Linked DNA regions of Mus musculus: regions 1, 2, 3, 5, 6 and 7 are each linked to region 4. Evidence: chromatin contacts called from public ChIA-PET, HiChIP or PLAC-seq, Micro-C and promoter capture Hi-C data. All regions are on one chromosome and are shown on one strand. Each heading gives the region's core, a stretch centred on a gene start, on an enhancer-like site or on the middle of the called end of the contact. The rest is flanking DNA. Distances are from core to core; before and after follow the strand shown. Region 1 holds the start of Cplx3 (complexin 3). Region 2 holds the start of Edc3 (enhancer of mRNA decapping 3). Region 3 holds the start of Ptpn9 (protein tyrosine phosphatase, non-receptor type 9). Region 4 holds the start of 1700017B05Rik (RIKEN cDNA 1700017B05 gene). Region 5 overlaps Cspg4 (chondroitin sulfate proteoglycan 4). Region 6 holds the start of Snupn (snurportin 1). Region 7 holds the start of Clk3 (CDC-like kinase 3).

Region 1 (3,425 bases), core at 243-2,742, 340 kb before region 4:
GCAAGAGGCACTGATGCAGAGGAAACAGCATCAGAAAAAGCATGGAGGCATTAAACAAAACAAAACAAAACAACATCTTTAGGGGGGAAAAAGACAGTCATTGAGTACTGTTTAAGTAAAGGGCAGGGCCAATTTGCAAGATTGGGCAAGGAATCTCGATGCTCTGGATTAGAAATAAATGTCTCTAATCTCAACTCTTGGAAGGCTGAGGTAGAGGGATGCCGAAATCTGGACCAACCTGGGCTGGCTACACAATGAGATCTTGTCAAAAACAAAAACCAAAGAAGAAAACCTATACCTAGAAGTGCAACTCTGGCACTAAACCACCCAGGTAGACTTCAAATGCCGGGGTGAAATGGGGACTTCATGGGACATCAAGGGAGACACAGAAGGTCCCAGAATGTGGCAGCCTGTCATACACTGAGTCTTGTGAGACAAGTGTGAATACTTGGTCTCAGAAGGGAGACTCAAGTAACCTTTTCTCTCTCACAGCAGGCAGGAGCTGGACAAGAGGCTTCAGGAGTACCTGTCCACAGGAAGCCTTTCTCTAGAGCCTGCATTACCCATCACCAGGACGATAGGGGTTCTGAGGAGACAGCCCATCTCCCCCAGCATGCAAGCCTGACCCAGCTCAAAGCCATGTCTTACTGGGGAAAAAAAATGGGGGATAGAGGATTTAGCCAGTGCCCACATCTCAGTTTTTGGCAAGTCCATCATATTAAAGGTGATTTTCCTCTTGCTGTTTTGATAGCCTCATTTATCTCCCAGCCTCACATAGCCTCTGATAGCTTCTACCTTCTCTGTGTGGGCATCAGGAAAGCAAACAGGCAAGCAGGCAAGGAGGCCAAGAGCCAGATACCCCCACACCCTTTCCCTCTGAACTACTGAAGCAAAGGGAGATAACTGTGCAAAATTCTGTCCCTAAACTCACCAAGGACAAGGACAAGTCCCTGTGTTTCCTTCTGGCTCATCTTTTCAGTGCCCTCAAACAATACTCCCCTTCCCTGAGGCTCTAGGGACAGCAGGGCAGACACGTGACAAAGGAACTGAGCACAAACTCACCGAACCATATAACTGGGATTCCTGCTTGCGCTTCTGAGGTCTCCCCCACTTCCTGGCCTTGAGCACTTTGAGGTAGATGCTAGGGTCAGTAGAGTGGAGGTGGGGGGAGGAGGAGGATGGAATGGTACATAAGGGTGGGGGTGTTTGCCCCTTGCTGCTACCGGGCACTCCAAGATGAAGTCCTGGTTCTCGATGACCCAGGAGAAGAGGTCATTGGAGGGTAGGAAGCAGGAACCAAGGCACACTTCAGCGCAGCCCCTTCTCCCAGGGCAGGGACCCCGCCACCACAAGCCCTAATCAGCTGTCAGCAGTAGCCAGCAGTGCTTTGCTGGCGCTAAAGAAGGCACGTGGGAAAGGCGGGAGTGAGGAGCAGGCACGTGGTTCAGGCTTCTCAGCCCCGTGCATGCCCCCCCGCACCCTCCCCCCTCTGTGAGGAGGGTTTTGGGAAGGTAGGGACCAGTGCTCAAAGCGTGGGGCGCGAGCTCGCAACCGGAGCTGTCCCCGGGACTTAGTGCTGAAGTAGGCGCTGACGAACCAGGCGCCTGGTGCGGTGGTCAGAAAAGACCATGGCGTTCATGGTGAAGTCCATGGTGGGTGGCCAACTGAAGAACCTCACAGGGAGCCTGGGGGGCGGCGAGGACAAGGGGGACGGAGACAAGTCTGCAGCCGAAGCACAGGGCATGAGCCGAGAAGAGTACGAGGAGTATCAGAAGCAACTGGTGGAGGAGAAGTAAGTGGAATTTCTTCTTCGCTCATGTGACCCTCACTCAAATACCCTCACGCTGCTACACCCACCTCTCAGAGATCCCCTCTACTTCTCCTAAATATAGTAAGAGAGCAAGAGGTGCTCTCTGAGCTGATTTTATAGCCATCCCGTTTCAAATCCAGGACCCTGTTCCAGCTTCATCCTCTGGCTTAGAGGGGGTTGGGGAAAGGGTGAAGAGTGTGGCAGGGGTAGGGGTGCGGTGGGGGAGGGTGCACGTGCATCTCTGATGAAATAGGTAATCCCTTAATCCGATCTGGTCTTAACCGCATGTATTCCAACTGGGGCTCCTCTGAGCCTGAGGCTGTAAGAAAAGTACTTTTCATCTGGCAGGGCTCAGCGTCATGGGGACAGATCCACGATGGGGGTATTCAGAGATACTGAGCCTACTCTATGCAAGAGTTCTAGGGCAGAGTGGAGATAGAGAGAGCGACGGTCTGAACATTGCGGGGAGGTTGCTTGGTTCTGATCCTCACTTTGCTTATTAGCTGAGTAACTTTAGAAAAGTCATTTAACATTTCTGTGATTTCCTTTCTCCTTCTGGAAAATTGGAAGTGGTAATCACAATACGTGCTCTATACGTCTGTGAGGACTGAATGACTTAATGCATGTTAACCCTTTAGTATAGCGCCTGGCACGTGGCAAATCTTCATGACATGTCAGCTATTGTCACTCAACTTAGTACCGGTTGTTTTATGAGTTGCAAGTTTTCTCACTTTACAGAAGTGGAAGGAATGTGGCATACCAAAAATAGCAGGTTAGGATCAAGTCCAGACTGTCCCACACACACCCCTGCACACATAACCCCACCGCCCCTTCCACACAGCCTGTCAGAGAAGCAAAGAGAGACTTGAGTCAGAGATTGCGAAGGATCTTCAGAGAGAGACTCAGACAGAACAAGACTCCCTCCCACTCAGCTCTCTCTATTGGCAGGAGTGGAGAACACAGAGGATGGACACGGTGGTGGGTTGTGGCAAAAGCTAAGCCTGCTAGTCTGAGGGGATTAACTAGGCACAGGCCAGCTAGGGGTTTGGAAGGTCCATACTGCCTCCTTCCAGACCATATTAGCCCCTCCTCTGCAGGCCCCACACCTTCTCTCAACCCCTGAGATGACATCACAACTGGTATCCTCTTCTCACACAGGATGGAGCGAGATGCACAGTTCACACAGAGGAAGGCAGAGCGGGCCACACTGCGAAGTCACTTCAGAGACAAATACCGTCTGCCCAAGGTATCCAGGGCCTAACCTGTGAGGTATTACTGGGATCCTGAGCACCGGGAGCTCAGACTCCCTCAGGACCCCTCAACTCTCAGCCCGTAAGAATCACACAAGGTGCTTGATTTCTTTTCTTCATTCATTCATTCATTCATTCATTCATTCACCAACATGCTCACAAGAGCTGAGACAAACCCCAGGCCTTTGGAAGTTTACAAGTTTGTGTTTCTGGGAACAGTCCTTTTTTCCTTCACTTCCACCTCTCTGAGCTGGGTCAAGCCTGGCCCATGGAGACGCAGAGGAGTGTGGAAGCAGACTCTATAAGGGAGTGAACTCTAACGGGGCTGCTGATTACATTTGGAGAGCTGGTCGGAGGAGAGGCCA
Region 2 (3,040 bases), core at 415-2,914, 450 kb before region 4:
CTGTCTCGAAAAACCAAAAAAAAAAAAAAAAAAAACGGAGCTCCTATTCTGACATCATGAAAGTTATGTTGTTTTCAAACAACACAAAAGTGGAACCATGTAGGTTCATGTGTCTGGTTTCCTTTAATCAACAGAACAACTGTGAAATCCAGCTGTTGCATGTGGGAGAAGTTAATTACTGTGTCTGTACTGTATTGTTTAAGCATCAATGAATTTAGCCAGTCTACTACTATAAACATTGGAATTATTTCAAGTTCTGAGTTCCATTTTAAGTAGCATTTTATATGGGTTCTTGTTAATATTACACAGAAAAATCTGAGATGAAACTGCATTTGCCTTTATTAGAAACTGTCAGTCAGGTGTGTTGTGTACATCTATAATCTCAGAAGTCCAGAGGCTAAAGCAGGAGCATTACTCGGTAATAGGGGACCCAAGTGGCCAAATGTCTCAGTAACATCAAAACCAGTAATCCTGGTAGTCAAAGAGTGAAGGCCTTTAATCCCAGCACTCTGGAGGCAGAGGCAGGAGGATCGTTGTGAGTTCCGGGCCAGTTTGACCTACACAGACAATTCTACAGGTTCTCACTATGTAGCTCTAACCTAGAACTATATACTGAGTGCCTGTCACCAAAAAAAGGTCATTCTTTGCAACTACTTTTACTTCAGAGAAACCAAAAACTAAGAATTTTGTGCCCAAACAAAACAGATACATCATTCTCTTTAAAAAAACAAAAATCAAAAAACAAAAAACTGGGTTCCACCTGAGGGTTCCAGATGAGCCACGAATAACTCGGGGATAGTCATTTTGATTGTGGAAAGATTAAGGGTCCTTTTAACTCTGCAACGGGGAGACTGAAAATCAACTAAAGTTGATGAAGACTATTCCTCCAACACACCCCAACACTTAAAACCACAGATCAAGTATTACTAATATCTGCAGTCACAACACAGAAAGGATAACTGCGGCAGTGCATCGAGGGCAGCTAAGTGTGCGTGCGCTCTGGCAGGGCATCACTATCTCTAGTCCCACACCCCAGTCCTTCACAAGTTACACAAGTTCTCATCTACTATGAGGCACTCGCACGACTGGCTATTAACCTCACTGGTCAAAGAAAATGAAGGCAAAGAGCAATGGCTCTTTGAGAAGTCACAGTGGCAACCAAAGCGGGCTTGAGACAGACCAAGCCGTTATTGCCTCCAATCCGAATCCTTGGGCTATACCTAACCCAGTGAGTACCCCACACGCCCGCACGCGCGCACCCCCACAATTTCTGCGCGGGCGCGCGCGCGCACACACAAGGTTCTTGAGCGCGCACGCATATACACACACACACACACACACACACACACACCCGCGCACACACACACACACACCCGCGCGCGCACACACACACACACACACCCGCAGCTCCTGTCCGCCAATATAAAGATCTACAAGGCCGGGAAGCCTGCAGCCTAACAAGCAAACCGAGCTGACCACCCGGAAGCGCCAGCCAACGGGCACCCGCGAACACGCAGCCTTCCTCGTGCTCACCTCCCCGCCGCCTGCCCCCGCCTGCGCTGCACAGCACACCAAGACGACCTCGCTCGCCAAAACCCCACCGAGGGGCTTCACGCCCACCGCCACAGACACAGAAGCAGCCGCCACCTCCGCCGGAAACGCCCCCGCGTCTCGGCCTACCCGGAGTGATGTCACTTCCGTTGACACAGGGCGGAGCCAAGGGGCGGGGCTCCCGGGAAATTTGAGAGCTTGGGGTAATGTTAAGGGTTGATGGACAAGGCAGCTAAGATGTTTTCTGTGTGTGAAATCTGAGTGGAGTAAGAAAGAGAATGGGAGGAAGGAACTATGCTGGCTAGTTTGTCAAATTGACACAAGCTAAAGTTATCTGAAAGGAGGGAACCTCAAATGAGAAAATGGCTCTATAAGATCTGGCTGTAAGTAAGCCTATGCAATATTTCTCTTAATTTGTGACTGAGTGGGGAGGGCCTAGGCTATTGTAACTGGGGCCCTCCCTGAGCTGGTAGTCCTGGGCTTTTTTTCCTGAGAAAAAAGGCTGTGCAAGCATGGGGAGCAAGCCAGTAACCCACACTCTTCAGTGGCCTCTGTACCAGCTCCTGACTCCAAGAACCTTTCTTGATGAATAGTGATATGGAAGTGTAGCTGAATAAACCCTTTCCTTCCCAAATTGATTGTGGTCATGGAGTTTCATCTCAGCAATAGAAATCCAAACTAAGATAAATTGGTACCAGGAGTGGGGTATTGTGAACAGACCAGATCATGTTTCGGAAGGACTTTGGAATTTTAGGCTAGAAAAGCCATGAGAGCTCAGTGAGCTGTTCTGTAGGAGACTGGAAGTTAAGAATGTTGAGAGCACTGCAGATTGCCTGGCTTGTGAAGTTTCGGAGGAAAATTTAAAGACTATTGGGGCCATTTGTTATTTTGAATTAAGATTCTGTGGTTCCAGCCGGGCGTGGTGGTGCACGCCTTTAATCCCAGCACTCGGGAGGCAGAGGCAGGCGGATTTCTGAGTTCGAGGCCAGCCTGGTCTACAAAGTGAGCTCCAGGGCAGCCAGGGCTACACAGAGAAACCCTGTCTCGAAAAACCAAAAAAAAAAAAAAAAAAAAAAAAAAAGATTCTGTGGTTCTGGCTAGGTGGGGCTGGAGAAATGGTTGCGCTTAACAAGAACTACATAGTGAAACTTTTGCCTTGCTGAGATACTCAATACTGTTTGACTAGAGGTGAGAAATTAGTGGTGCTTACGAAAAGAAAAACATTGTTGAGGTGAAATCTCTTTCATTTTTTCTTCTTGGTTTTTCAAGAGAAGGTTTCTCTATGTAGCTCTGGAACTTGCTCTGTAAATCAGGATGGCCTCTGCCTCCCAAGTGCTGGGATTAAAGGCATGCATGCACCACCACTGAGCATGGTTAAATCTTATGGGGAGTATTTCTGAGCACACCAAGAAAGAAAGAGAGAGGGTGAGGAAGGAGGGAGGGAGGAGAAAGAAAATAAGAGAAAAGAGAAGCTGGAGAGATGGCTCAG
Region 3 (3,106 bases), core at 118-2,617, 270 kb after region 4:
GGCTTCAGAAAGATGGAGACTGTCAGATGAGGTGGGGGCAGGGAAATGGGGACGAGGGTAAGAGCCTAGCCTGGGAAAGCAGAATAGGGAGGTCAAGGCCAGGGACTTGGGGAGCTAGAAAAGGAACAGATCTTTCAGGATCTGTCCAAGTAGGCCCGTCACAGCAGTCTGAAAGCCTGAAGGGCTCCTTTGAGAATCTGGGCCACCTCTTTACCAGCGCTACCTCCCCCCATCTTGGGAACGGAGACAACCACCTAGGAATCCTCCCCCCAAATGGCTTTCCTTGCCCTTGAAAACAACGGACCCTCGAGAAAAAAAAAAAAAAATGCAAACGCTTCCAGAGAGTAGAAGGGCCTGGGACAAGGTGTCCTGCAGTCATCCAGTGGGGAGCCCGCCCCAGTTCGAGGAACTTTAATATTCATTGAAATGGAGCAGCACGGACCCCCCCCCCCCCGGAAGTCTCGAAGCATAAGAATCTCAGAGCCAGGGGTCCCACGGCTCCGGGGCTGGGCTGGGCGATGGCCTGGGGCGCGGTCTCCGGCCCGGGGAGGCCAGCCCGCAGGCCTGAAATGCGAGCAGGAGCCGCTGAGGGCCCGGGGCGAGGAGCGCAGCCCGGCGAACAGAGGCCGGCCTAGGCCTCGGAGGCTCGGACACACCCACCGCTGCAGCGGCGCTTACCTGCTCCTCCTCGGGGGTCAGCTCCGGCGCCATGTCCGGCCGGGGCGCGGTCGCCGGCTCCATCCCGCCGCCGCCGGGGCAGGTCTGGTGGGCGAGCGCCAGAACCCGCTGCACTCGCGCTCCGCTTCTGTGGCCCGGCGCCTCAGCAGCTCTCGGTCGGCTCGCGCATGGTGCGAGCGCCCGGCGCCCGCGGCGGCTGCCAACGCCGCTCCTGCTGGCCGGGGAGAGCCCGCTGTCGCTCCCCGCGGAGAGGAAATGCCTCCTGTTTGCTTCACTCCTTTCCTCACGCCACCCCTCCTGTCCTGAGGAGGAGAAAGTGCGGGCGAGGAACTAACAGCAGTTCGAGGTCTGCTTGGCTTTCTTTCTTTTTTAGGAGTCCACAACTTTTACAGCCACCGCGAAGGCGCCTGGCGGGAGTTGGAGGCCGTCGGCCTTCCGAGCCGCTTAACCCCCGGGGCAGAGCTCGCCGGCGCCTCGAGACCGCCCAGCCCGGGCGTCCACGGGGATGCGGGCCCTGCGAACTGCTCCGTGGCCTCGCGGCCCAGTTCCTCAAAAGCCGCCGCGGAGACAGGGAGGGCGGGCGCGAGCGAGCGAGGAAAAGGCGTCCCCCTCCCGGCTCAGGGCCAGCGCTGCGGCCTGCGCCGCGTCCGCCCGAGCCCCCCACGGCTCCATTGAGAAACTGAGCATCTCATTCACAAACAGGAGCCGGGGAGGGCCGGGCCGGACGGGGACGTTGTCCGAGAGGGGGAGACAGAGAGGAGCTGGGAGGAGGGGAGGCTGAGCGGAACGGAGCGGCGCGGCGGGGGAGGGGCTGCGGGGACGAGAGGCGACTCCCCTACGGGAGCGGGAGGGAGACGCGACTGGGAGTTAAAAGAATCCAAAACTGCGCGAGGACCGGTGCCCTTCCCGGTATTCACGGGCGGCTTCTACCTATTCGTGGTAGGGTCTGAAAGGTTGCCTGTGAGGTCCAAGATGCCTCGGATCTGACAGATAAGCAAGGGCCGCATTTCTTTGCTCAATGAATGTATCCTGTAGTCCAGCATCATTGTAGCTAATTGTAATCGGGTACAAAGAGAGAGTGAGGAAGAGACAGAGAGAGACATCCTGTTTCAGAATTCATTCAGGAAGCCCACAGCCTTTGCAAATGCATGATTTTACTCTAGGGTAAACAGCAGAGTCTGGGTCTCTCAGGATAGGAGCATTGAGAAGGCAGGGCTGGGCCTACTGTGATTTTTTTTATCATGTTAGACCAAAGATAAGTATTCTAGAAGGATTTCAAGAAATCGGAGTGCCACAACTAGTCCCCCCAGGACTGAAGTCCAGAAAGAACCAGGGGATGGGTCTTCGGAAAAGAAAATGCTATAGGTTTTGATGCCCATCTTGGAGAACTTTTTAAAAAATAAATTATATATATTCTTAACTCCATTTTGGCACCAGTGCAATAGCAGCTTCAGGGTTACCTCTGCTAAGTTTTTTCCTTTGTGTGTGTGGAGGGTCAGGGGGCCAGGAAAGACAGAGTTTTGAGAAAGGATCTCTATGTACCCCTGGCTGTCCCAAAATTGGCTGTGTAGACCAAGCTGGCCTTGAACTCACAGAGATCTGCCTCTTGAGTGAAGGAATTAAAGGCATGTCCATGCCTCCTTGCCCCTCAACTATGTTAGTTTGTCTTTTGCCACCAGTAAAATGAACTCTACGCTGAACTCAGGAACCTACTCAGGAGTTGGTTTCAGTATTGAAACTGGAAGACAGTCTATAACAAGTCTATCTGCACACCAGACACTGCACTATGCACTGGAGTTAAAATAAGACAGTATAAGATAATGGAAGATGTATCAGGAAGTAAAATAATGAAGACACTCAGGGACTCGCGTGATGGGTCAGTGGTTAAGAATACTGGCTGACCTTGGAGTGGATCTGGGTTCAATTCTAGTACCCACGTGGTAGTATAGAACTTTTAAGGAGCATGTGATGTATAAACATACATCAGGAAAAAAAAAACACCCATACATGTTGTACTGGCTAGTTTTGTGTCAACTTGACACAGCTGGAGTTATCACAGAGAAAGGACCTTCAGTTGAGGAAATGCCTCCATGAGATCCAACTGTAAGGCATTTTCTCAATTAGTGATCAAGGGGGAAAGGCCCCTTGTGGGTAGGACCATCTCTGGGCTGGTAGTCTTGGGTTTTATAAGAGAGCAGGCTGAGCAAGCCAGGGGAGGCAAGCCAGTAAAGAACATCCCTCCATGGCCTCTGCATCAGCTCCTGCTTTCTGACCTGCTTGAGTTCCAGTCCTGCATCCTTTGGTGACCAACAGCAGTATGGAAATGTAAGCCGAATAAACCCTTTCCTCCCCAACTTGCTTCTTGGTCATGATGTTTGTGCAGGAATAGAAACCCTGACTAAGACAAATTGGTACCAGCAGAGTGGGG
Region 4 (2,969 bases), core at 416-2,915:
CTTGGGTCTACAGCCTGAGAGTTCTAGACCACAGGAGCCAAGGGCACTCACTGTCTTCCTCCCAAGTCACTCCTGACATCAGGAGTGGAAGAAGATGCTACGCACAAGGGAGAAGAGGGCAGAGTTAGTATGTGTGATAGTAGGAAACAATATCTCCTTGAGAGAAGGCTGAGCCTGTCAGATTTGGCATGACCCAGAGCTGGCAGGGCACAGATGCACCTTTCTAGTGTTAAAGCATGTTAGTAAGATACAAAACCCAGGCAACCTGGGCTTCTGTCCCAATTTGCAATGTGATTTGGAAAGCCCCAAACCTCAGAGTCTCTCCTCTATTTGTCTAGCCTCTATTTGTAAAAAAATCTTCCAGCTCTAATCCAAGAGACACCCTCCCCTTCTCCTTGAGTGACCTCACTTCCTCTTCCTAATCCTACCTGGAGCCCAGCCCCTCCGCCCCAGCCCCATCTTCTCCCATACCTGTGCCCTCAGCTCTGTTCTGACTCAGGCAGTCCTGATCTTTGGGTCAAGATGGGTGTTCTGAGTGGTTTTGCCCCAAAAACTAATTTTGATCTCTATGGTGTTCAACTATTCTTCACCATGCGACCCTGCCTTGGCCTTGGGCAGTCCTGGAACTGCAAGGATTAGATTCCTTCCAAGAAAGAGGTGCTAGCGCTGAGCTGGGCAAGGCCCCACAACCAGATGGGCTAGAGTCCAGGTGAACAGAGGCAGTGGGTTTCCCAGCCCCTTTCTGCAACACATCAGCTTGGCTAGGGATGCTTCATCCCATCAGCTTTCCAGGTTGCTCATGCTCAGACCGGTTCTGGTGCGACACATTTGCCAGAAAGGCTCAGATGCCCACCAAGGCCGCTTGGCAATATCTCCAGAGTCTCATTCCTGGCCCACTCCAGGTCACTAGGAGCTGATATATACTCGTCTGTACTTTACCTCATAAGTCCTTCTTAATTTCCTAATGCAACTTGTTTGTTGAGGAAGTTAGGGCTGCCTCGAGATATCCTTTAGCATTTTTATTGTCTTGCTAGGAACTGAGTGTGGTGGTCCAAGCTTTTGACTGCAGCACTCAGAAGGCTGAGGCTGGTGTGTCTCTGAGTTCACGGCCAGCCTGGTCTACATAGTAAGTTCCCAGACAGCCACAGCTATATAGTGTGACCTTCCCAAACAAAACAAAGCAAAAGCAAAACAAAAAAAAAAAAAGGACTGCTAGATAGCCCAGGCTCAGCTCAAACTCTCAGCAATTCCCCTGCCTCAGCCTCCCATACCCCAATTTATGTGCTACACATCTTTTCGAAGCCTGATGGCCCTATTTCTAAGAGGCAGAATATCACTTTTACAAATGAGGAAACTGAAGCTCATAGAGGTTAAGTGGCAGGTCCAAGGTCACATGGCTAGAAAGTAGCAAGGAATGAATGATCTAACGGAATGACTGAATGAGGGCTTACGATCGCCCTCGGGGCAGAGGTTTGAGGAAGGAGGCGAGCGAAGACTGTGCACAAAGCCAGAGGCCGGGTCGCGGGAAAGTTGGTTCCACTCAGGCCTTCGGCACGGGAGGACCCAGGGGAGCGCAGGCTCCCAGAGGCACAGCCGGGTTCTGCCCCCACTCAACGGCCCGCCCCGCCCCCGCCCCGCCCCCGCCCCGCCCCGCTCGGGACCACAAACGGCGCCCAGCGGCAGCACGAACGGTCGCGCGGAACGTCTCTCTGGGCTAGCTGCCTGCCGCGACTTCCCGCGCAAGGCCGGCGGGACAGGGACCCGCAGCCTAGGCGGCGCTGAAAGATGCCGCGGCTGCTCCGGGTGGCGGCCGCTAGAAGCCTGGTGCTCTGAAGGTAGGAGCTCGCCTACCCGGCAGGCGCGGAAACTTGGGCCGAGTTTGCGGGCGGCGCGTGGGCAAGGGGCGGGTGGCCCTGCCCCAGGGCGCCCCTACCGGCCAGCCCCAGGACGGAGCGCGGGGACCGGGGCCCAGGTGCTGAGGCTTCGGGCGGTCAGACTACGGGGCCCAGTCATACCGCTGCCCAGACTTTGCCAGGACTTGGATGCTCCCTGGGCCTGGTAGAGCTCCGGAGCCACAGCACTGCCTGGGCGTTAGGGCTGGCGAAGAGTCAGGCGGATCCCTCGGGCCTCTCGCGGGGCCAGGCTCACGCGGATTGCCGGGCGCCGATTCGGGGTGGCGGTGGGGGGTTGGGATTGGTGGCGGCGGGCGCTGAGGTGCCGCGGGGCCGTGGACGAACCCTGTTGGAACAGGACCGCCTGCGGTTTCCTAGCCACTGCTTGACTCACTCTCTGGCCACAGCCCAAGCTGGCGGGATCGTCCCGAAGGAGGTGGCTGCCCAGACTTTGAGGCCGCCCCCCCCCCAGCCCCCCAGCCTTCTGGACCTCAGTGCAGTCTGCGGGCATCGATCCGTGGGGTTCCCAGTGCGAATCTCCTGACTTTTTTACACGTTTACGTGAGCTAAGGAAGGGCACCGTTGGGCAGTGGGGGGCATGTGTGCAGATTCGGGCCATGCATGTACGTGTAGGAACAGCTTTGCATGCGTGGCCCACGGCAGTCTGTGTGTCAGCCTGCCGGGGTGCACGTGCGTTGCAGAGGCGCGGAGAGAGAGGCTTGGGGACACCCGGAAGCCTGGTGTGGCGGTGGGGCGCCAGTTCCCTACTGAAGCCGGCTGGCTGTGAGCCACTGGCACGAGGGTCACGGGCGGGGCCGGGAGAGGGAAATTAGGAGCGGAGCATCCGGGGAGACCCTTTCTCTCAAACTGAGAAGTGTGGGCTGCTCCACGTTGAGTGAGTGCTCAGAACCTCAGCACGCAAAGTTTTTAGAAGACTGGTATCTGTTAGAGCGGAGAGAATACTGATGCGGGCCTCAACTTGGCTGGGATCGCGCTCTTCATGAGGCCCCAAGGATGTGACGTGGAAATGGACCCACGGAGTTGTCTGTCTCCCTCGTGGAAAAGCAGGAGTGTAGG
Region 5 (3,347 bases), core at 727-3,226, 370 kb after region 4:
TCTCCTTTTCTGTCACGCAGGTTCCTTCTCCACCAGCCCTGATCTTAATTGTACCTCAAAGCCAGACCACAACCTCCTGCCTAGAAATGTTCCTGTTTGGTCCTTACTTCAGAGATCCCTGTCCCTGACCAAAGGTGCTGCCGGGTCTCCCTGGTGGGGGGGCCTTCCCTTTCCTCCTGCCATGGCATATACCATCTGGCGCGGGTGGGCACAGGACAGAGGCAATGGTGTTGGCCAGCGCAGAACACTTAGAAATAGGCTCTCCTGCCAGTTGAAGCTCGGGAGGGAGGCGGAGAGCGGAGAGCTGATTCCTGATTCCTAGCTGAATCGGCTAGGAATCCACCCGTGCAGTGCAGGGGAGGCCCCATAGGCTACCCACCCACGCAGGGCAAGGTCTTCTTCCAGAGCCCTGTTCCATGTGGCACAGGGCCAGTCACTGAGGCCATTCTGGGTACGAGGCCCTCATCTCAGAAAACGTCCTTCTAAAACCCAGGAGCTGCTTCTCCCTCCCAGAGTCCGAGAGTAAGTTAAAACCAGTGTTGGACTCCAGGGGGCTAACATGGGTGGATATTGCCACCTAGTGGCCAATTTACCACACATCATTTCCAACTTAGGCATCCCTTAGTTATCTAGACCCTCAGCCTATATATAGGGAAGCTTCGTTGTGATCTTTATTTGCTGTGACCCTCGAGCTCCCAACCTGCAGCCCACAATACAGGACTTATAATACATTTCTTTAGGTATTTTGGGCCTGAGACATGAGGGAAAACCTTTCTGTGAACAGGTGGGTCCAAGGACAGGCAAGGTCAAGGATGGTCTTTCTAAACCAAGACTGCCCAGTAACAAAACCTCACAACTGCGTTTTGTTTTCAGCACTGTATCACATCTCTCCTTCCAAGTTTGTGGTAGTGAACCCATTTCACAGAGGATGACACTGAGCCAGAGAGAAGGGACTCTAGTCTCTTTCTGGGACCAGAGATGGGATAGGTTCAGGAGTGAACTCACTTGCAGGCCTGTGTTTGTGGTGAGAACAGGGGGTTGGTCATTAACAGGAAGGATGGTGATCGTGAAGGCCACGGGCTGGCTCTGGCGGTCCATCTCTGAGGCATTAGCTAGCAGAACAAAGGCGTCTGTCTGTGTCTCACTTCCATCATGCACGTAGCGGATCAGCTGCTCTTCCACCTATGAGGAGACCCAGGATTGGTTGTCAGGCTTCAGCTAGCCCAAGACTCAACAGGGATCTTGGGACCAGCACCCTTAACGTCCCATTGTTAGGTACAGGAGACAGATCCCTTTAGAACACATTTCCACAGGTAAGAAGTGTGTATGTGGAGAGATGGCTCAGTGGTTAAGAGCACTGACTGCTCTTCCAGAGGTCCTGAGTTCAATTCCCTGCAACCACATGGTGTTTCATAACCATGTGTAATGGGATCTGGTGCCCTCTTCTGGTGTGTCTGAATAGAGCAATGATATATATTACATTCTTAAAAAAAAAAGAAGTGTGTGTGTGTGTGTGTGTGTGTGTGTGTGTGTGTAAACAACAACGTTTCCATTTCTCAGGGGAAGACTGAAATTAAAGCATAAAGCAGTGCCAGTAACTAGAGCCGAGGAGGCGCAGGTGTCTCCGGTACCTCTCTCCAGGAGAAGGTGCTGAGGCTCCCATCTTGAGAATGATCCTCCTTCTGCAGGGCCCCGTGCTGCGGTGGCTCTAGCACCTGCAGGACAAGGCCTGGCAGCGTGGGGAAGTAAGGCCCAGTGATCTGGACCAGAGGAGGGGCCAGCGTCCGGGTGCCGCCCTCGGGAACGCTGAAGTTTTGAACATCCAGGGGGATGACTGTGGGCAGCACCTCCAGCTCCACAGAGATGCCTTCAAGAGGATCACCCAGGCCCGAGGCCACATCCAGGGAGAAGGAATCACTCCAGGCTCCAGGGCGAGAGTGCAGGTAGAGAACCCGGCCTGAATTCACTGCCTCCTGGGAGAAGCTCTGCACAGGGTCCAGGCTGGGCGGCTCCTCTGCTGAAGCGCCGTGGGACACCATCACCAGGTAGCCGGCGTTCGGGGGGCTTCTCAACGAGAACATGATGTCGGCAGGCAGCACTGCCTCCTGGACCACCTAGTCAACAGAGACGATGGGGACAAACGGGGTCACAGGCTGTTGTGGACCTCAGGTGGCAGAACAGGCTCGGTCGCCACGTGTGGCTAATGCTTTGCTCAGGATCTGCTATAGCTGACACTATATACCACAAGAGGGCGCTCTCACCATACCTAGCAGCACAGGCTCCCAGGTCTTAAGCAGTTTGCTGATTTGGTCCACCCCAAAGGAGGCTGAGTACTCCTTCAATGCCTGCTCTACCCACACAAAAAAGTCTAAGCACCACTCTTAAACTACACTGCACTTCTGATTCTATGCCTTTGCAGAATACACCCCCCCCCACACACACACTTTTTAAAGATTTATATGTAAGTACACCGCAGCTGTCTTCAGACACAGCAGAAGAGGGCATCAGATTTCATTACGGATGGTTGTGAGCCAGCATGTGGTCGCTGGGATTTGAACTCAAGACCCTTGGGAGAGCAGTCAGTGCCCTTAACCACTGAGCCATCTCTCTAGCCCCCAGAATCCATTCTTTTAGCTTGGAATGCCATCTGCTACTTTTTTTTGCTGTCCATACTCCATACTTTTCTCTTTTCTCCACTCTTCTCCTACCTCTTCTTTTGTCTGGCCTGGAACTCTCTTAATAGACCAGGTTGGCCTTGAATTCAAAGAGCTCTGCCTGCCTCTGCCTCCTGAGTGCTGGGATTAAAGGTGTGCACCACCAAAGCTTGGTTCATATGCTGCCTCCTCTGGTGTGGACACTTCCTGACATGTTTAGTCATGGTCTTTCTCAAAGTCCAAACACTCAGAACTGGAAGGGCCTCAAAACTGGGCCTTCACAGTAAGGCAGTGAGCCAGCTGGTCAGCATTGCGCTGTGAGCTCCCTGAGTTAACAGACACCATCACAGGCCCTCACAGTTCTGTTGTGGAGTCTAGGGAAAGAGCTAAGGACCTGTGGATCTGAGGGGCAGCGCTCCTAAAGGTCACCCCTCATGGTAACCTCATAGGGACTGTGACAGGATATACACTCTTGGTCTCTGCTTCAGAGATTCTGTGGATCTGGCTGGAACCCAGATTTTACACGGCTATCCATAGCAAGGACACATGTATATGTGATCTCTGGAGGTGCGTGACACTTAACAGGTAGGTGTATGTTCCTAGACACATGCAGAACTACAACACATACAGGTGACTACTGAAGCTGTAATACTCCTAAGACCTGCATCCCCACAGGAACGCCCCCCTCATGGA
Region 6 (3,437 bases), core at 648-3,147, 310 kb after region 4:
AGTCTCAGATTCTTAGGGAATTCTAGATATGTGTGGGTCTATTGAGACCCTGTCTCAAAAAAAAAAAAAAAAAAAAAAAAACAGGCTGGAGAAATGGCTCAGGAGCTAGGAGCACTTGTCACTCTTACGGAGGAATTAGATTCAATCCCCAGCACCAACACAGTGGCTCACAACAAATCTGATACTCTCTTCTGGCCTCTGTGAGCACTAGACAAGCACATGGCACACATACATATAGTGAGGCACGTAATAAACTAAATCGTTTTTTAAAGGGGGTAGCTGGAATTATAACTCAATAGAGGAGTGTTTCCATTGCATGTGTGATGTCCCTAGGTCCAATTCCCAGTTCTGCAATCTGGTCCGTCAATGTAGCTAAGCAGCTGGCTTTGTAGCCCAGTGACAGTGCTTGGTTTTGATTGATTTGGGGATGGAGTGAGGTTAGTGAGCATCTTAACCATTCAAATATACAGTTCTGCAGTGGGAAGTACCTTTACACTGTTATCAACTGTTTCCATCTTGCAAGAATGCACAGGACAGGATAGGACAGGGTGGAAGGGTACTGGAGAGATGGTTCAGCCATTAGGTTAAAAGTACTGGTTGCGGGGCTGGAGAGATGGCTTGGCGGTTCAGAGCACTGACTGCTCTGCCAGAGGTCCTGAGTTCAATTCCCAGCAACCACATGGTGGCTCACAACCATCTGTAATGAGATCTGATGCACTCTTCTAGTGTGTGTCTGAAGACAGTTGCAGTGTACTCATATAAATAAAAATAAATAAATCTTAAAAACACACACAGCACTAGTTAAAAAAAAAAAAAAAAAAGAGAGTACTGGTTGCTCTTCCAGAGGACCTGGGTTTCATGTGGTAATTCATGACCACCTGTAAACCAATTCCAGGGAACTAACTGGAACTCTCTTCTGACTTTCTTCCCAGCATGGCACCCATGTGGTGTGCAGACATGTAGGCAAAACACACATACACATATGCATATAGGAAAATAAACAAATAAAAGAACAAAGGATGGTGCCATACCTCCACTTGGTAAAGTACTTGCCAAAGTGCGCACCATATTTGCACCAAGCCTTGGGTCTGAAACCCAGGAGAAAAAGAAGAAAGCTGCATTCCTATATCCTAAGACATTAAAAATACTTTTTTTTTTTTCTGTTTTGTTTTGTTTTGGGGACAGGTTTTCTGTCCTGGAACTCTCCTTGTAGTCCAGGCTGGCCTCGAACTCATAGAGACCTGCCTGCCTTCTGAGTGCTGAGATTAAAGGTATGCAACCACCACACCCGGCTAAGAATACTTTCTAAGAAAATTTGTTAAAAGTGACTATTATCAGTGTGGATTTAAGGTGTGCATCAGAGTGTTTGTAAAATAACCGGGAGTATTCAGTAGATAATTACTGAGCTTCCCCGTCAAGGTATCCTGAAGTATGCCATAGAAATGATCCCTAACAGGACCTTACGTGTCATACACCTGCAATGGCAGCAAGGCAGGAGGCCGAGGAAAAGAAGCGAACTAATTCCTAAGTGTCAGGCTCACCCAAGCCTCTTCTCCAGCCCAATAGATGCTCCCACCACACGTCCGTGAACTCTGCCGCCCTCCCCGCTACTGTCTCTCTAGCAATGGAGTCGTTTGTCTTTCGGTTACAGAATTCTCCCTGCCACACATAAATGTTCCTCATGAGTTTGAGCCAGACTGCCTGGAATACAACGACAAAAATATGGCCAAGTCCAAGTCCCCAAGACTGGCCAGCCTCCCCAGGTAACGGCTGCGAAGCCAGCCCTGGGTCATCAGAAGAAGTTTGAGCTTGCGGCTGAGAGAACGCCAAACTAGACAGGGCCAGACTTACCGCACGTCCGTACCACTCGCGCACGCCGCCAGTGCCTGTGCCGACTGACCAATTAGGTGCCTTAGCGGAGCTAGACACGCCCCGCTCAAGCTTGCACTCGAACTTCCGGCTCCGCCTACCGTGGTGCATCGCGGGAGTTGAGTCGGGCAGGACATTACTTCCGCCCTGAACTGAGCGACTCTTCTCCCTAGGGAGGGGCTTCCAGATTTGGTTTAGGCTTTTTCGGGATTCTAGCGAGATTGTCCGCGATACGGAGCCTTCAGTACTGATCGCAAACTTGCCCCGGATCCTTTCACTGACAAAACCGTGACTTCGTGGCCGCCACCTCTCCGGGTGTGCCCAAACTCGAGAGTTGCACTGACAGCCCTTTTGTCTTGCTTGTGCGATTTTCTGAATGGCTTTCAGGTTTCGAACTAATAAACGTTTCTTCCCTTCCTTTTTCCTTTCCCTTTCTTTCTTTCTTTCTTTCTTTCTTTCTTTCTTTCTTTCTTTCTTTCTTTCTCTTTCTTTCTTTCTTTCTCTCTCTCTTTCTCTCTCTCCTTTCTCTCTCTTCTCTCTTTCTTTCTTTTTCTTTCTTTCTTTCTTTCTTTCTTTCTCTCTCTTTCTCTTTCTCTCTCTCTTTCTCTCTCTTTCTCTCTCTCTTCCTCTCTCTCTCTCTCTCTCTCTCTCTCTCTCTCTCTCTCTCTCTTTCTTTGTATAGCCCTGGCTGTCCTGGAACTCACTTTGTAGACCAGGCTGGCCTCGAACTCTGAAATCCGCCTGCTTCTGCCTCCCGAGTGCTGGGATTAAAGGCGTGCAGGCGTGCGCCACCACTGCTATCCCTATTCTCCTTTCTAACATGACGCGGAAAGGGACCTGGCTCGATTCCTGATAGGTAACGTTCAGCATTTGAGTGCAGCACTTAGTCCGGTTTGAAAGTAGTTACATGAGTGACCGAGATTTAGGAGACCCTAAGCAAACCCATACATCGTGTCTGCAGGGTAAGACTTCTAGCATGTAAAATGAAAACAGGACTTGCTACTTAATGCTTATAATGTGAGCCAGATGCGTTGCTTCTAACACCTCAATGAACTGGGGTGTGGCTAGGGATGTTGCTCAGCAATCAATGTGTTTGTATAGCCTGCGCTAAACTTGCAGTGGCACCACCCTGTAATCGAACAACAGGGGGTGAAAGCAGGACTGGCTGGTAGTGCTAGCACATGCCTTTAATGCCAGCTTTCAAGAGGCAGAGAAAGGCAGATCTCTAAGTTAAAGGACAGCCTGGTCTGCAGAGTTCCTGGAAAGTCAGGAGCCCTGTGGGTGGTGGTGGGGGAGTAATTTGGCCAGGGTTGTCAGGAACCATAATGGGACAAGCTAATAACTAGCAGTTGATCATCCTGAAGTGGCCTGCTTCGGATTATTATTATTTTTTCTTTTCTTTTTTTTTTTTTTTTTTTTTGGTTTTTCGAGACAGGGTTTCTCTGTATAGCCCTGGCTGTCCTGGAACTCACTTTGTAGACCAGGCTGGCCTCGAACTCAGAAATCCGCCTGCCTCTGCCTCCCAAGTGCTGGAATTAAAGGCGTGCGCCACCACCACCCGGCTCGGA
Region 7 (3,370 bases), core at 108-2,607, 500 kb before region 4:
TGGATATTTCAATCTTTGGCTTCTAGGCTGGAAACCAATGGGGCAGGACTCGGGCAGAAGCAGTTGAAATGGCTGTTGAATGTCTGTGGGGTTGGAAGGTGACTATGAGTCAGTTTGAGTTTGCAAAACATAATCACCCAGCTTTTTAACTCAACCGCTTTTACTTGGTTGGTGATGAAGATGCCGGGCCATTACGTCAGAACCAGAGGCAAAGCTCTCTAAAGGCAGTTTCATCACTGCAGGGGGGCCTAGGGAGCCACAGCACCTGGTGGGCGCGCATCCCGTACGGGGAGGGGACACCTGGGAAACCCTGGCTGTCCGCGTTGAGTCAGCAAGATCCTAAAGCTATGCCCCGCCCTGGCCGGCCGCCGCAGCCTCGCGGACCTCGCGTGGCGTGGGGCAATTAGGCGCGGCACCCGCCCGCTTGGCTGCGCGACGCGCGGGGGCGGGGACGCTGTCAAAGCGAGGCCCAACCAAAGGACCGCGACTTGTATTCTCTTCTGAAAAAAAAAAAAATAAGACCTCATGATCCTGCCACGACAAAGCGTTGGACAGTAGGTGGGAGGGGTCTAGACTGGGTGCCTCACGCCCGATGCCGCAGCGAAAGGACGGGCTGAGTGACTCGAGTGGCAGAGCGGGAGCGCGGCGCGGCTCGGGGCTTTTGTGTGGCGCGGGTTTCCTAGCAAGACTGACAGCAAGACGCTCTGAGGTGTTCAAGGGAAGGGGACGATTTCTCCGTCAGACCCCACCGCCGAGGCTCGCGGGGATCTTCCCGGAGACTGCTCGCTCGAGCCAGCTGGGGCGTGGCACCAGGACTTTCAAAAAACCCGCACAAGCCGAGAGCAGAATGTGTCGTTTGCTTCTTGCGCGCAAGCGGAGTCGCGCCCGCCTTCCTCTGCCCGGGCGCACCGACCGCCTTCGTCTCTAGCGCCCTCCCGGGCCCCGGGAGAACAATGCCGGTCCTCTCCGCGCGCAGGAAGAGGCTGGCGAGCACAGCTGGGCCGCGGCGGGGAAGCGGCCCCAGCCTGGCAGTCCGGTGGGTTCCTCCTTTAGGCCCAGAGCCGTCCTCAGACCGTGGTCGCGCACCGATGCGGCCTCGGGGGCCTACGTGCAGCACCACACGGAGAGGGGCAGGCCGCGGCCCGAGGCTGCTCCCGGGACCTCCGGGAAGAGACCTCCACCGATGTCGCCCGGACCCTGGCGGGGCAGGCCAGTCCCCCAGAGTCTGCGAGTTCGGGGCTAGAGCGGTCAGGCCTCTGGGCCGGGTCGAGCCCGGGCCGCCGACGGCTGCGTCACGCGAGGGGGCGGTGCTGCCACGGGCGGAGGCCAGAGCCGGAAGCGGAAGAGGCGCTCGGAGTGGGGAGTGGGGCCTAGCCGCAGCCGGAGCCTGGGAGACGGTGAGTGTGGGCCCGAGCCCGTGGCCGGGCAGCTGGGGTGAGTCGGTGGGGACGGCCACGCCGGTACGGGTACCGTGCCACCCGGTCGGGTCTCGGCTTGGACCTATTTCCCTCTTCGGCCCACGTCAGGCCGCGGTCCCGACCTCTCACCCCTGACCCGCCGCTTCTCTCCCTGAGGGCGGTCACTGCAGACCCCTTTTCTGGTTCCCGCGGTGTTGGAGGCGGAGCTCCAGCGGCCTCGGAGCCGGCTGGGAGGCTTCCCTTTGGGTCCCGCGCCGGCCCGCTGGCTGGGTCGCGTCCGACCTAGGCTATCCTGGAAAGGCTTTCCCTGCCCCGAGCTCGAGGCTTAGCCCGCAGATCTCCTTCGCGCGCCGCCTGGAGTTTGATTCTGGCCCAGGCTGGCCATCCCTTTGGTCGCCGGGTCTTCCCTTGGCGGTTACGGGGAACGGGGCTCTGAGATCCCTGGGATTCGGGCAGAAGGAAGGGACTCGAGTGCGGGCCGCCGGCCCCCTCCGTGTTTTGTTATGATGGAACCGCTCCATCCCGGAGAATGGGCCAGACCAAGCCAGGAGTACAAATGTCCAGGCTGCTCCTCGGTCCGGTCGGGAGCCTCTATGCTTTAGTTCCGGGTGCGGGTGCCCTGATGCTTGGGTGGGAATTGCCAGAGTCTAGCCCCCATCAAGGCGGAGTTGGCGGCCTTCCAGTTTCCCTCCTCCGTGCCCTTGAAAAGGAGGAGCGTTTTTGCCCGGTGGCAGCCGCAGATTGCGAGGTGGCAGGTTTGAGGTTGCAGTGGTGGGGCACTGCCAGCCAAAAATAACCATGGGTCGCTTGGGTGGCAGGAATCCGGGAGGGCAGCCGCTGACCTGGCTGGCTGCTCTTCTTGTTAGCCCGGTTCTCTAGCCAGGAACAGCAAATGAGAAGCCAGAGAGGCCTGTGCTCATAGAAAAATTGGCATCCAGTAACTTGGTCTCATTGGTCACATTGCCTTTTTCTTCATTGTTCAGAGCAGAGCCTCCCAAAGCATAATTGTGGCCTTTACGTTTTAAAAAGCTTCTTTGCCGAGGACTCATGGAATCGGAGAATTTGTGAGAAATAGGCTCAAACGACCTGGCTGGGAGGAGGACATGGGCCACCTGGTAGCTCCCATTTTTCACCTGCCTGGGATGCGTTGCAAGGGAGATTATCTCCATTACTGCCTATGTGTGGTACTTCATGGCCAAAATATTGGGCCATCTTTGCCAGTATGAGAGGTGTTATCTTCATTTTTCAGGCATGACAATTTAGGTCTAGAGTGACTTGTATAAGGCCACAGGGCCAGTAAGTGGCAACACTGGGATCGAGTTCAAGGTTTCCTGCCAAAACTTCCTACCCGGTCCCTTGGAAGGAATTATAAATTAAGGCATTCAACATAGCCCTGAGTGTTAGCCGGAACCTTCTCAGTGCTAATGAAAGGCTGTCTTTAGTACTTCTTGTGGCCCAAACCTGTGCTAGGCTTTTGACTTTATAGGGCAGACATTTAATTCCTATGGAGCCTGTAAGAGATTATTGTTCCCTTGTTTCAAGAGGAGGCTGAAGCTTAAAGTGGTTTAATAACTTGCCTAAAGGCAACAGTGAAGTGGTATTGCTGTGGAGCAGGTTGGCATTCGACTCTGAGGCTGTGACTTTCCACTCAAGTAGACATATGTGGTCATAGAAATCCACTTAGGTCCCAGAAGGAAAATTTTGGTCTGCTGTAGATTAGACCGCATTACAACATCCTCCAGATAGGATGCTTAGGGTGCTCTGTCTGCCTGGTGAGGATGGGCAGGACCACTTTGCCTTTTGGGAAGATGTATGCCTGGCCAGTAGGTTGTCTTTTGGGTCAGTTGGTGAGACATGGGCTACTGCTTTCAGGCTACAGCCTGAGCACCTGTCATAAGGTCATGGGGTGGGGGACATTCAGATAAGTGTGAAAACAACAGTGCCTTTCTTAG

Evidence for each region. Promoter capture Hi-C pulls out the DNA fragments that hold promoters and counts their contacts. A called contact is a pair of places that touch in the nucleus more often than the background predicts. ChIA-PET counts read pairs in DNA pulled down with a chosen protein or histone mark. HiChIP or PLAC-seq counts read pairs in DNA pulled down with a chosen protein or histone mark.
Region 1: a promoter capture Hi-C map of liver shows a contact between it and region 4, with 2.8 times the contacts expected there. The contact joins the promoter of Cplx3 here to the promoter of 1700017B05Rik in region 4. A contact is called at or near these places in 7 of 39 promoter capture datasets (embryonic stem cells, fetal liver, hippocampal neurons and 3 more), 1 of 115 datasets of contacts at active chromatin or transcription factors (microglia) and 3 of 9 other capture datasets (adipose tissue, liver and pancreatic islet).
Region 2: a contact with region 4 is called in an RNA polymerase II ChIA-PET map of memory CD8 T cells, with 114 read pairs. The contact joins the promoter of Edc3 here to the promoter of 1700017B05Rik in region 4. A contact is called at or near these places in 6 of 39 promoter capture datasets (cranial neural crest, embryonic stem cells, hematopoietic stem and progenitor cells and 2 more) and 3 of 115 datasets of contacts at active chromatin or transcription factors (effector CD8 T cells, memory CD8 T cells and pancreatic cancer cells).
Region 3: a contact with region 4 is called in a Micro-C map of embryonic stem cells, with 2.6 times the contacts expected there. The contact joins the promoter of Ptpn9 here to the promoter of 1700017B05Rik in region 4. A contact is called at or near these places in 2 of 39 promoter capture datasets (hippocampal neurons and liver), 2 of 484 Hi-C or Micro-C datasets (both in embryonic stem cells) and 2 of 115 datasets of contacts at active chromatin or transcription factors (effector CD8 T cells and memory CD8 T cells).
Region 5: a contact with region 4 is called in an H3K27ac HiChIP or PLAC-seq map of differentiating embryonic stem cells, with 3 times the contacts expected there. The contact joins the enhancer-like site here to the promoter of 1700017B05Rik in region 4. A contact is called at or near these places in 1 of 39 promoter capture datasets (hippocampal neurons), 1 of 15 datasets of contacts at CTCF or cohesin (embryonic stem cells), 2 of 484 Hi-C or Micro-C datasets (the HPC-7 cell line and the N1E-115 cell line), 11 of 115 datasets of contacts at active chromatin or transcription factors (the 230-238 cell line, astrocytes, craniofacial prominence and 6 more) and 1 of 9 other capture datasets (pancreatic islet).
Region 6: a contact with region 4 is called in an RNA polymerase II ChIA-PET map of memory CD8 T cells, with 73 read pairs. The contact joins the promoter of Snupn here to the promoter of 1700017B05Rik in region 4. A contact is called at or near these places in 6 of 39 promoter capture datasets (embryonic stem cells, erythroid cells, hippocampal neurons and 2 more), 4 of 484 Hi-C or Micro-C datasets (CD8 T cells, effector CD8 T cells, granulocyte-monocyte progenitors and 1 more), 2 of 115 datasets of contacts at active chromatin or transcription factors (effector CD8 T cells and memory CD8 T cells) and 1 of 9 other capture datasets (adipose tissue).
Region 7: a promoter capture Hi-C map of erythroid cells shows a contact between it and region 4, with 32 times the contacts expected there. The contact joins the promoter of Clk3 here to the promoter of 1700017B05Rik in region 4. A contact is called at or near these places in 5 of 39 promoter capture datasets (erythroid cells, liver, pre-B cells and 1 more), 6 of 484 Hi-C or Micro-C datasets (CD8 T cells, embryonic stem cells, muscle stem cells and 2 more), 3 of 115 datasets of contacts at active chromatin or transcription factors (effector CD8 T cells, large pre-B cells and pancreatic cancer cells) and 2 of 9 other capture datasets (adipose tissue and liver).

What each region holds. Positions count from the first base shown.
Region 1 is chr9:57,604,348-57,607,772 of GRCm38.p6, reverse strand. It overlaps Cplx3 (complexin 3), which reads left to right and starts at 1,492. Exons shown (of 3, transcript NM_146223.3): 1 at 1,492-1,792; 2 at 2,969-3,056. The coding sequence starts at 1,629. It overlaps Lman1l (lectin, mannose-binding 1 like), which reads left to right. Exons shown (of 13, transcript NM_199222.3): 13 at 493-740. The coding sequence ends at 625. Gm32392 (a long non-coding RNA gene) reads right to left here and starts at 1,342. Exons shown (of 3, transcript XR_003948333.1): 1 at 1,063-1,342.
Region 2 is chr9:57,707,193-57,710,232 of GRCm38.p6, reverse strand. Edc3 (enhancer of mRNA decapping 3) reads right to left here and starts at 1,664. Exons shown (of 7, transcript NM_153799.3): 1 at 1,534-1,664.
Region 3 is chr9:56,993,229-56,996,334 of GRCm38.p6, reverse strand. It overlaps Ptpn9 (protein tyrosine phosphatase, non-receptor type 9), which reads right to left and starts at 1,367. Exons shown (of 13, transcript NM_019651.2): 1 at 679-1,367. The coding sequence starts at 741.
Region 4 is chr9:57,261,295-57,264,263 of GRCm38.p6, reverse strand. It overlaps 1700017B05Rik (RIKEN cDNA 1700017B05 gene), which reads left to right and starts at 1,665. Exons shown (of 3, transcript NM_028820.2): 1 at 1,665-1,835.
Region 5 is chr9:56,888,825-56,892,171 of GRCm38.p6, reverse strand. It overlaps Cspg4 (chondroitin sulfate proteoglycan 4), which reads right to left. Exons shown (of 10, transcript NM_139001.2): 4 at 1,632-2,114; 5 at 1,006-1,182. Among named protein-coding and RNA genes, the nearest start is that of Cspg4, 25 kb to the right of the region's middle. Within about 2 kb of position 1,976, at least 35 of the 459 cell types and tissues checked have an H3K27ac peak or open chromatin away from gene starts, as enhancers often do. A contact at or near this core is called in differentiating embryonic stem cells and hippocampal neurons, where this site is marked.
Region 6 is chr9:56,949,368-56,952,804 of GRCm38.p6, reverse strand. It overlaps Snupn (snurportin 1), which reads right to left and starts at 1,897. Exons shown (of 9, transcript NM_178374.4): 1 at 1,852-1,897.
Region 7 is chr9:57,763,101-57,766,470 of GRCm38.p6, reverse strand. Clk3 (CDC-like kinase 3) reads left to right here and starts at 1,357. Exons shown (of 13, transcript NM_007713.5): 1 at 1,357-1,397.